Regions from separate parts of the Hordeum vulgare genome. Here region 1 is linked to region 2. The links are chromatin contacts, called in public Hi-C maps. All regions are on one chromosome and are shown on one strand. Each heading gives the region's core, a stretch centred on a gene start, on an enhancer-like site or on the middle of the called end of the contact. The rest is flanking DNA. Distances are from core to core; before and after follow the strand shown. Region 1 holds the start of LOC123425358 (nuclear transcription factor Y subunit A-7-like). Region 2 holds the start of LOC123425355 (PHD finger protein ALFIN-LIKE 9-like).

Region 1 (5,182 bases), core at 2,600-5,099, 420 kb after region 2:
TATCCGCATTGGGTTCGAGCTTATTAGACTGAAACTTTTTCACATAAGCGCTGCAGCCCCAAACTTTTAACAAATGACAGCTTAGGTTTCGCCAAACCATAGTTCATACAGTTTCATCTCAACGGAATTACGTGGTGCCCTATTTAAAGTGAATGCGGTTGTCTCTAATGCCTAACCCAATAACTATAATGGTAATTCAATAAGAGGCGTCATAGTATGCACCATATCCAATAGGGCGTGACTATGACGTTCGGACACACCATCACACCATGGTGTTCCAGGTGGCATTCGTTGTGAAACAATTTCCACATTGTATTAAATGTGTATCAAACTCGTAACTCAGATATTCATCTCTATGATCATATCGTAGACATTTTATCGTCTTGTCACGATGATCTTCAACTTCACTATGAAATTACTTGAACCTTTCAATAATTAAGACTTGTGTTTCATCAAGTAAATATACTAGTATCTACTCAAATCATCTGTGAAGTAAGAACATAATGATATCCACTGCATGCCTCAGCACTCATTGGACTGCATTCATCAAAATGTATCACTTCCAGTAAGTTACTTTCTTGCTCCATCTCACTGAAAACGAGGCCTTCAGTTATCTTGCCCATGATTTGCATGTCTCAAGTGATTCAAAATCAAGTGAGTCCAAACGATCCATCTGCATGGAGTTTCTTCATGCGTTTACACCAATATGCATGGTTTGCATGTCTCAAACGATTCAAAAACGTGTGAGTCCAAAGATCCATCAGTATGGAGCTTCTTCATGTATTTTACACCAATATGACTCATGTGGCAGTGCCACAAGTAAGTGGTACTATCATTACTGCTTTGTATCTTTTGTTATCAACTATTATGAACATGTGTATCACTACAATCGAGATTCAATAAACCATTAATTTAAGGTGCAAGACCATTGAAGGTATTATTCAAGTAAACATAATACCCATTATTCTCTTAAATGAATAACCGTATTGCAATAAACATAATCCAATCAAGTTCATGCTCAACGCAAAACACCAAACAACATTTAGGTTCAACGCTAGTCTCGAAAGTAGAGGGAGTGTGCGATGGTGATCACATCAACCTTGGAAACACTTCCAACACACATCGTCACCTCGCCTTCAGCTAGTCTTCGTTTATTCCGTAGCTTTTATTTCGAATTACTAACACTTAGCAACCGAACTGGTATCTAATACCCTGGTGCTACTAGGAATACCAGTAAAGTACACATCAATATCATGTATATCCAATATACTTTTGTCGACTTTGGCAGCCTTCTCATCTACCAAGTATCTAGGGTAGTTCCCTTCAGTGACCGTTCCCCTCATTATAGCAGGACCTGGATGACCATATTGGCTCCTACATATTCTACGAAGATCTCTATTGGTTGAACCTCTATGTCAAGGATTCAGTTAATCTCGTATGCTGTTCCCTTTGTCCTTCGGTATGTTACTTGCCCGAGATTCGATCGTCGGTATCTCCATACATAGTTCAATCTCGTTACCGGCAAGTCTCTTTACTCGTTCCATAATACAAGATCACGTGCCTAACTCCTTAGTCACATTGCTTGCAAGGCTTGTTATGATGTTGTATTATCGAGTGGGCCCCGAGATACCTATCCGTCACATGGAGTGACAAATCCCAGTCTTGATCCATGCCAACCCAACAAACACCATCGGAGATACATGTAGAGCACCTTTATTGTCACTCACTTATGTTGCGACGTTTGATACACACAAGGTATTCCTTCGGTATCCGGAAGTTACATGATCTCATGGTCATAGGACACACATACATTGACATGCAGAAAACAGTAGCAATAAACTCACACGATCATATGCTATGTTCATAGTTTGGGTTTTGTCCATCACATCATTCTCCTAATGATGTGATTCCATTATCAAGTGACAACACTTGTCTATGGCCAGGAAACCTTGACCATCTTTGATCAACGAGCTAGTCAACTAGAGGCTCACTAGGGACGGTGTGTTGTCTATGTATCCACACATGTATTTGAGTTTCCAATCAATACAATTCCAGCAGGGATAATAAACGATTATCACGAACAAGAAAATATAATAATAACCAATTTATTATTACCTCTTTGGCATATTTCCAACATATTATATATTTTTCCTATATTGTGCTTCGTCGAGCTGTCCTCTGGGTTTCAACAAGAACCAACTATATAGCTCGTGTGCACAGGATCTCCAGGCCGCGTGTGCATGGGCCAGTCAATACTCTCATGGACATCCAATGTGCACGAGGGTCTTGACGCGAAACCTACATGGCATCCTATGCGCATGGGGTGGTGTTTTCGCCCCTGGACACCCCGTGCATGATAGAACACATATAGCTCCAGATTTTTACACATAAAAAGGTTACATCATAATAGTCGCGTGACACTCCTTATTTCTCATTGGTAGCGGCTCAATAGTGGGGTCTGAAATAGTTTTCGTCTCCATGATGATATGTGATATCCTAGCGCACCCGAGTTGTTGATAACTGCGACAATAAATCAAAACTGATGACCATGTGATCATCTACATGAGGCTAGTCTCATCAAAAGGAGGAGAGACCATAAATTATTGTCCCTTATAATTTGCTAACGGCGCAAGCACTCTAACATGTATAATAATTTTATTTTAGAAACACCATATTTTGTTTGATTTGAATTCACTACGATGAGAAGATACATAAATATCACAAGTCAATTATTAAAGGCCTTTTTGTTTCAGCTAAGCTTAGGCAAAGTGTGGCTAACAGAATGACCATCACAAGTGTGATCAGATCACAAGTGTGATCAGATTTAACAAAACATTGAGTCAAACATGTGAAAGTATAACTAAAAAATGTGGCAAATCACAAATATGACAATGAATCAAACACATGTTTAAGATATAGTGTCACGATTAAAGTTAGACGTGACAACCTTAAACTGGAAACCAATCATGCCCTAAAGGCATATGAATTTACACTTCTAACATTTTTGTTCGGAGAGGGCATACCACGTCCTCGGTATTGTTTCCAAATCCACATAAAACATTGCAATGGTTAAAAGATTGACACGTTGTTTGAATTTGAGATGCATATCAATAATGGAAACAATTCATATATCTACATGATCGATGCACAATACTTCCTCCTTTCGATATTTGTGGAAGAAATGAATGTATCTAGATGTATTTTAGTTTTAGATACATCTGTTTTTACGACAAGTAATTTCGAACGGAGAGTATTAAGTATATTTTAGCTTGAAGATACACCCATAAAACCAACATGCTACATAAAAGATTGTCAACTTAGTGATCATTTGCGAACCAACTTATGATTCGATGCAATGGCGAATCTAAGGGCGTGCTTCAACAGGCTTGAGCCCCCTTCTAAAAATGTAAAAACTAAATTTAGGTATATTCATCATAAAAAATTTAATACTATTTAAATTAAAAACTGAGAGTTAGTGTTTTTTTTCACACAGCTAACATTGAGTCCCTCCTTCATTTTCTTTCAAGATTCGTCATTGTTGAATGGTTAGGAGAACAATGCTATATGTTGTCCATCAAATCTCAAGTCATATATTTGACATTGATGGCCGTATTTTTCTAGATTATTATTCCAGGCCTTCTGACGACTCAGTCTCCTAAATGTGTTCATAATAGGATATGCGTGCGTTCATAGAAATGAATGTATGCTCATGACTTTCATTGTAACGTTTTGAAAGAAAAACTAGCGATCATCAAATTCTTGGTGCACCCATCAATATTTGAGGTTGGTGACGTGACACTAGTGGACAGAAGGCCATTTATTCCCAGAAAGAAAAAAAAAAGAAAAGAAACGGTAGGTCGCATATTTGGCAGCTAGAGGAGAGTGACAGTCCCCTCCTCGTCTTCTTGATCCTTCGTGCTTCCGCTTTCGCTTCTCGCCTTCTCCGCCCATAATCTTTCTCGGTCCAAGGAAGATTCCACCGGACAGGGCCAGAGGAGAGGATCTCGAAGGGAGAATTCGGGGGAGGTGAGTGACTGCCTGACTGCTCTCCCGCCCCCCTCCTAGAAATCCCCAATCGTGTTCTTGCATGCACCGCCCTGGCAAAATCGTTCTCATCTGTTTCAGTTTCCTGGAGTGGCTTCTTGGTTCTTGATTCCGTCATGCCGTACTCTTACTCTGCAGCCCGTTTGGTACGCTTCTTGCGCCTCGTGATTTTTTCCCCCGTTTGGTTGGTTTCGTGGCCTGCCTCTCGGAAAATTGGGGCCCTTTTGTGAGATTCTTGGCTGGCGTTGCTTGAGGGGGGAGCGTTGGTCTGCTTATTTTGGTCACTGTATTACTCGTGTTTCCTAGGAAGTCCCAGAAGTGTTTGGATTTTCCTTCTGCAGGAATTGTTGGGATGCAGCTAGATTCTGCGTGAGTTGTGACGATTTCTGACGATTGACAGTGACAGGAAAACAGATGCTAGTTCATATGGACTGTGTCTGACTAAGCCTTTGTTGGGTTTGATTGGGGAAAATTTCAAGGAAATTCCAGACACTCCTCGGAATTCTGGGGTTGGAATTTTGGACCCAGCATCGTCCAGCAAAAGTAGTCTAGGATTTCTTTTGGTGTTCTGCATGCTATAGGTGCAATCTGATGCTGAAGTAGAGCTAGTGCTAGGAAGAAAACGGACGTTTATTCAAGGTAGGTTTATTCAGCCTAAATCTGAAAGAACCCGAATGGGAGATAACACGCCTTGCTTGACAGCAAGTACACCTTCTATTCAAATGTTGGACAATTCCATTGGAAATGGACGACTGTAAGTTATTGCTTTTCGCATGTGTTGTACCTAAATTTGGAAATAAAGCGCACTGTAGTGTGTTGTGTTTATCTTTTTATGTTGGTTCTCGGATAATGCTAATTAGGCTAGATACGTCCAATTTCTAGATATGCTGGACATTCCTGCTTGCTCCCTTGGATCAGGCAGCTCTTGATTGTATGCATGACTGCTTGTGGCAGGATGCCGTTTATTTGTTGCAATGTTTCTTTTTCTAGAGCTTTGTATCAACATTTGTGATTCTGACATTGCCAATTATCTATTTCACGATCCACTGAGCCGCCTCCTCCTCCCGTAACCCTAGCCGCCGCCTCCCGTAGCCCCCCCCCCCCCCCCCCTAACCCCCTCCCGTCACCCCCGTGGGTG
Region 2 (5,011 bases), core at 99-2,598:
GGAACCAACATCACTGTTCTTTGCCCTATGCAACAGTAGGACTGTACACACACTGGTAGGCAGCAAGCAGCAAAGAACGGCAAGTCCTACTCCTATCATTGTAGTCTGCCAGTCCTTGAAAGTCAAGAACTGCAACAATCATTATTAGGGCAGAAGAATCACACCCCACCAACCAAGCAGGACCCAGTAATGCTGAACCCAATAAACCAAACTCACATACGCACCAGCCAACTAGCAGCCCACCACCGCTCCCAACGGCCAGTGCCACCTTTTCTACTACTACCAAGATAAGTACTCCCTCCATTCGGAAATACGTACTTATCATAGGAATGGATGTATCTAAATGTATTTTAGTTTAGATACATCCATTTTTATCAATTTGTGTGATAAGTATTTCGGGGGCCGAAGGAGTAGCTCCCAAAGGTGGAAGCTTTCAGCAGGAAGTGACACTGACGAATTCATTGACCACTCAGCCTATAGGGCAGCACGGCCAAGCATGTTGAATGATCTGAGCCATCCGTTTCCGGCCATCCGACTGCTGAGGCCCACGTCACAGTCTACCTCCACAGGAAACTCGTTATTAAATCCAACAGTTAAGGCCCTCTGCTCGACATTCAGAGGGCTTCACGCACCGTGCATATTCTATTGCTAGTTCTTCGATCCATGGATAAGTACTAAAACTGCGGGAAGGACTCGAAATAAAGTGGAGATTAGTCTGTTAACTCTTCAGTATTCAGGGTAACACTCAGCTAAGCAGGTTCAGATGAAGAGGCGCATCGGTTATTTTCTAAGGAACTCCACTAAAACTCATCTCTAATTAGTAATTATAATCACGCTAAATGGTACTTAATTAAGTGCGGAGATTACGGAAGGATAATAATACATCAAAATCTGCACGGAAAGAGCAGCGAAGAACAGCAGGGCAGACAGACGGACAGGCGCGAGAATTCACTCACCCGGGTCGCATTGCCGGAAGAAATTCTCCACATCTGCAGCGTGAAACAAGAAACAAGAAACAAAACAGTCAGGAGACCAGCCGAGGAGCACAGACGGGGTGAAAATCCCATGGAACGGCGGCGAAATTCGGAAAGCTCGAATCTTCGGCGGCCAAAAGGAGAAACCCAATCTGGCGAGCGAATCTGCGGCGACCTACCGGTGGTGAGCGCGCGGGCGAGGCCGTTGCGGCGGCCCTTGTAGTCCCGGAAGACCTCCTCCACCGTCCTGGGGTTGTACTGCGCGTCCATTGGTAGCCGCAGAGGAGAGGATTCGAGTGGCGCGGGGAGGGAGGGGGGACGGGGGAGCGGAGGGGATGGGCACTGTGCTCGTGGTTTTATTTTGACGTCTTCGGGGCAGCATCTCTTTTTTTTTAGGGAGGTTTTAAAAGAGGAGTGAGGGGCGGACGCCAAGGGTGGGACTGCGACTTAAGTGGATTGGAGAGCACGGCGGACGTGTCCGTGCGGGTGGGGCCCACCGCCCGTGGGACGCCCATCCGTCGAATGGATACGTGTATCTTTTTCTTGTGGGCGGGTTGCGTCAGCGCCCGTCTCTTCTTGCGCATTTTTACGCTCCTGTTTTGGTTTTTTCTCGACTTTTTTGTTTCTTCTTCGGGCCGCTCTACGCGTCCGTCACGTGAAGAATAGAAGAAGAGAGGAAGAGCAAATGATGAAATCGTTGTCTCATTGATTGAAGATGTGGGTATATATATCTCAGTATAAAGACGGTTACAAGGAGCAGTTGCTAAACTAAAGCAACCGACATAGCAGGGATTATCCCTTAATTAATGTATTTAATTAATTCCTAACACTCCTCCTAATCAATGCTTGTCTTTATAATATATATCATGTTCATAAAGACTCCTCCTTGTATGTGTTTGCCTTCGAGAATGTTCATCATCTTCATTATGAGAAATCGTTGTATAATCTTTAAAGTCTCCTCCAAAAACCCTGCGGGAAAAATATGAGGAGAATAGTGTAGATATGTTGCTAAAACTCCTTTAAACCCTGTGGGAAAAATAAGGAGAAAATGATACAACATATAATGATTATTGTCTCGTGATAACTCATTTGAGAAAACCTTTGTAGAAGGAGAAAACTCATCTTTGAGTTTAGAGAACAATAAATATGTCTTGAGTACTTCCTTTAAAAACCCCGATATGGAAAATAGAAAGTATAACATATGATCTTTGAGAAGATATTGCCTCATTAAAGACCATCATGAGAAACTTCGAGAGAAAACTCATAAAGGAAAAGAGTGCATTTCACATGCCATTGAAAAACTCCTTTAAAACCCAGTGTGAAAAATATAAGGAGAAAATGATATGGCATATATAGATACTTGTGTTTATATTATCTCATTAAAAACCTTTTATGAGAAACCGTTAGGAAAAACTCATCAAGGGAAAAAGAGTACAATATATGCAATTTGATGATTGTTAATAGGTTATAGTCTGGGAGATTACTCCCCCTGAACTTTGCAAATATGGAGTATGTCTCATACCAATGCCATTGACATGAGATTGTGTATAATCTGTTGGATTATCACAATATTTTGTTTGCAAATTATTTCCTCAACTTTCTATAATCCAGAGGATAAGTAATTTCTGAGCAATGTGATTTATGATATTGCTCTTCATATAACATGTAGGTATTGAGTAACACAAGTGGAAGTATCTTGATAAATCAAGTAATGTAATTCTGATGAATCTCAACCACATGATTTTGAGTGTGGTTAATCATTCTGCCAAATCATGCATATTTTGCAATGCTTTTAGATAAAGCAATTATGTTAGAATGATAATTGGAAATAACCATTAAAATCCATTTATATGACTTTCATGTGAAGGCTATTCCAGCAAATTCAGTCATTGATATGGCGTCACTGGGATCAAATAAAAAGCCAATATCATTACATCATATCATGGTCATATCTTCTATTTCCTGATGAAAATATCCAAGATTTACTGTAATCTTCAGATATAAGATGATAGTACTTATATCAACCATATACCTTTTGTTGGGGTTGCACTCCGAATAAAGATAGCAAATATAGTGTCAGGCCTGACGTAGTTTCCAAGTATACGAGTGCTTTGACATTAGTGAAATATATAACTTCAGGTCCTAGTATCACTTCAGTATCACCCCTAGGTATGAATGGATTTGTACCTTATCAAAGGTAGTATGACCATACATGTCTTTTGTTGATATGATATATCCAAATTGAACTTCTCATATATGTTTTGGATATATGTAGACTGATATGTATTCTTTGAGAGAATGCTGAAGTTGTAAACTTAAGCTAAATTTGGTTGAATCCAAATTTTCCGTCTTGAGATGATTTTATGTATGTTTAGGTCTTATAGAGACATTGATGACGAAATCATCAATATACACACAGGTGATGTAAGGAAAGCAAATTTTGGGATTCCTTTATTAATACATAAAAAATGATCATCCTTTGAGTAATCCTTTGAAGAAGGAACTCATTTAGTCGGTAGTACCATATGATTTCCGACTATTTCAAGCCATAGAGTGACTTCTGAAATTTTACACAAATATGTTGCGATTTATTTTGGATTCGGAATTCTAAGCCTTTTAGGGACTTTGTTATAAATTTACGAAATGAGTGGCCCATATGAGTATGTAGTCACTGCATCCATTAATTACATGGATAATATTATTTGTACTACCAATTATATTTATTATCGAAACTTAATTGCACGCATACCAAGAGGGTATCTTACATCATAATTTGATATCGGGTCTCTGCGTGAACCCTTTTGCTACAAGCCTTGCTTTCTCACCACCTCATTGACTTTGTCTATGAATGAGAAGTTTTTAGTATTCCATATGGAAGACACTTATGAGGAGTAGGTATTACTGTGGTAAATACCACTCGTTTGTAGAGCGAGGCTATTCTTCATTACTTGCTTCCTTTTATGTGAACCAACATGAGTGGAAGAGGCACTCTACCATGGATTTTGGTTCAGGGCCCAAAAGGTTTTAGCAATTTTCAGAAGAAATATATATCAACAAATGTAGACTTATGTTATATGATTCTGGAGGAATCAATGAAATTTGTGGAAATGTATTTATTCCTTTTAACTCCTTGTGATTTCCTACAACAATGGAGTCAAGGTGTTTCGATGCCCCGACACGAAAACATTTGTGCACATTTATGTCGGGCTTTGGATGATGAGCATCCAGTGAGGTGTTCTTTCAACTTGATGTTGAATTACATTTACTGGTTGAGGATTTGATTTCCTCTATTTCCGCGGAAGCATATGCGAGATTATATCTCGTGTGGTCAGATTTCTCCCCCTCTTGCTCTCATTTCGGGAGAAGAGTGGCTTATTAGGTACCTCCACTCTTTCTGATACTTTACTACAGGAATATAAAATTGAGTGACACCTTTGTCATCAGTAAATGTATGTGGCAGATTTGCAATGAGTTGCAAATATGTGATTCTAAACTTCTTGTTTAGATTCTTTGAGTACGTGGATATAAGGACCGAATGTCAATAACATATCTAATTTATTTCTCGGCATTCTTTGTGGTACTAATCTCCCCCTAATGCCGGAAATGTCCTTATTGCTAATGCAATCAACATACGGGCTGTGAATAATTTTGATTGACGGATAAATTTTTTATTCCTCACATAGATCCCTATTTTTCTATGAGAGCCCATTGATGTATGCTGGAGTGGTGATATCGGTATGTAACTGAATTATCACAGATAGGAAATACTTTGTTGATTTTCACGTAATTACTACAACGGGAAAGTAGGATGATATGCAATTGGTATGATTTAGATCATACTTACGGTGTGTAAGGCCGTAGTTGTCCAGCAAGAGGCTGGTAAATTTACAATTCTATAAGTTTGGTTATGTTTATTAATTTCACTATCTTTGGTAAGATATTTAACTAAACCATTCTCGATATGTACATAAAGTATTATATATAATACGACATTGCTTGCGAAATGAGTTCAACGAAGTTTTCCATTCGAATGGATT

Evidence for each region. Hi-C and Micro-C count contacts between places; a contact is called where the count stands out from the background.
Region 1: a contact with region 2 is called in a Hi-C map of leaf, with 8 times the contacts expected there. The contact joins the promoter of LOC123425358 here to the promoter of LOC123425355 in region 2. A contact is called at or near these places in 3 of 6 Hi-C or Micro-C datasets (leaf and seedling) and 1 of 1 datasets of contacts at active chromatin or transcription factors (embryo).

Annotation. Positions count from the first base shown.
Region 1 is chr2H:104,043,978-104,049,159 of MorexV3_pseudomolecules_assembly, forward strand. It overlaps LOC123425358 (nuclear transcription factor Y subunit A-7-like), which reads left to right and starts at 3,850. Exons shown (of 8, transcript XM_045109046.1): 1 at 3,850-4,026; 2 at 4,126-4,190.
Region 2 is chr2H:103,625,873-103,630,883 of MorexV3_pseudomolecules_assembly, forward strand. It overlaps LOC123425355 (PHD finger protein ALFIN-LIKE 9-like), which reads right to left and starts at 1,349. Exons shown (of 5, transcript XM_045109040.1): 1 at 1,154-1,349; 2 at 957-989. The coding sequence starts at 1,244.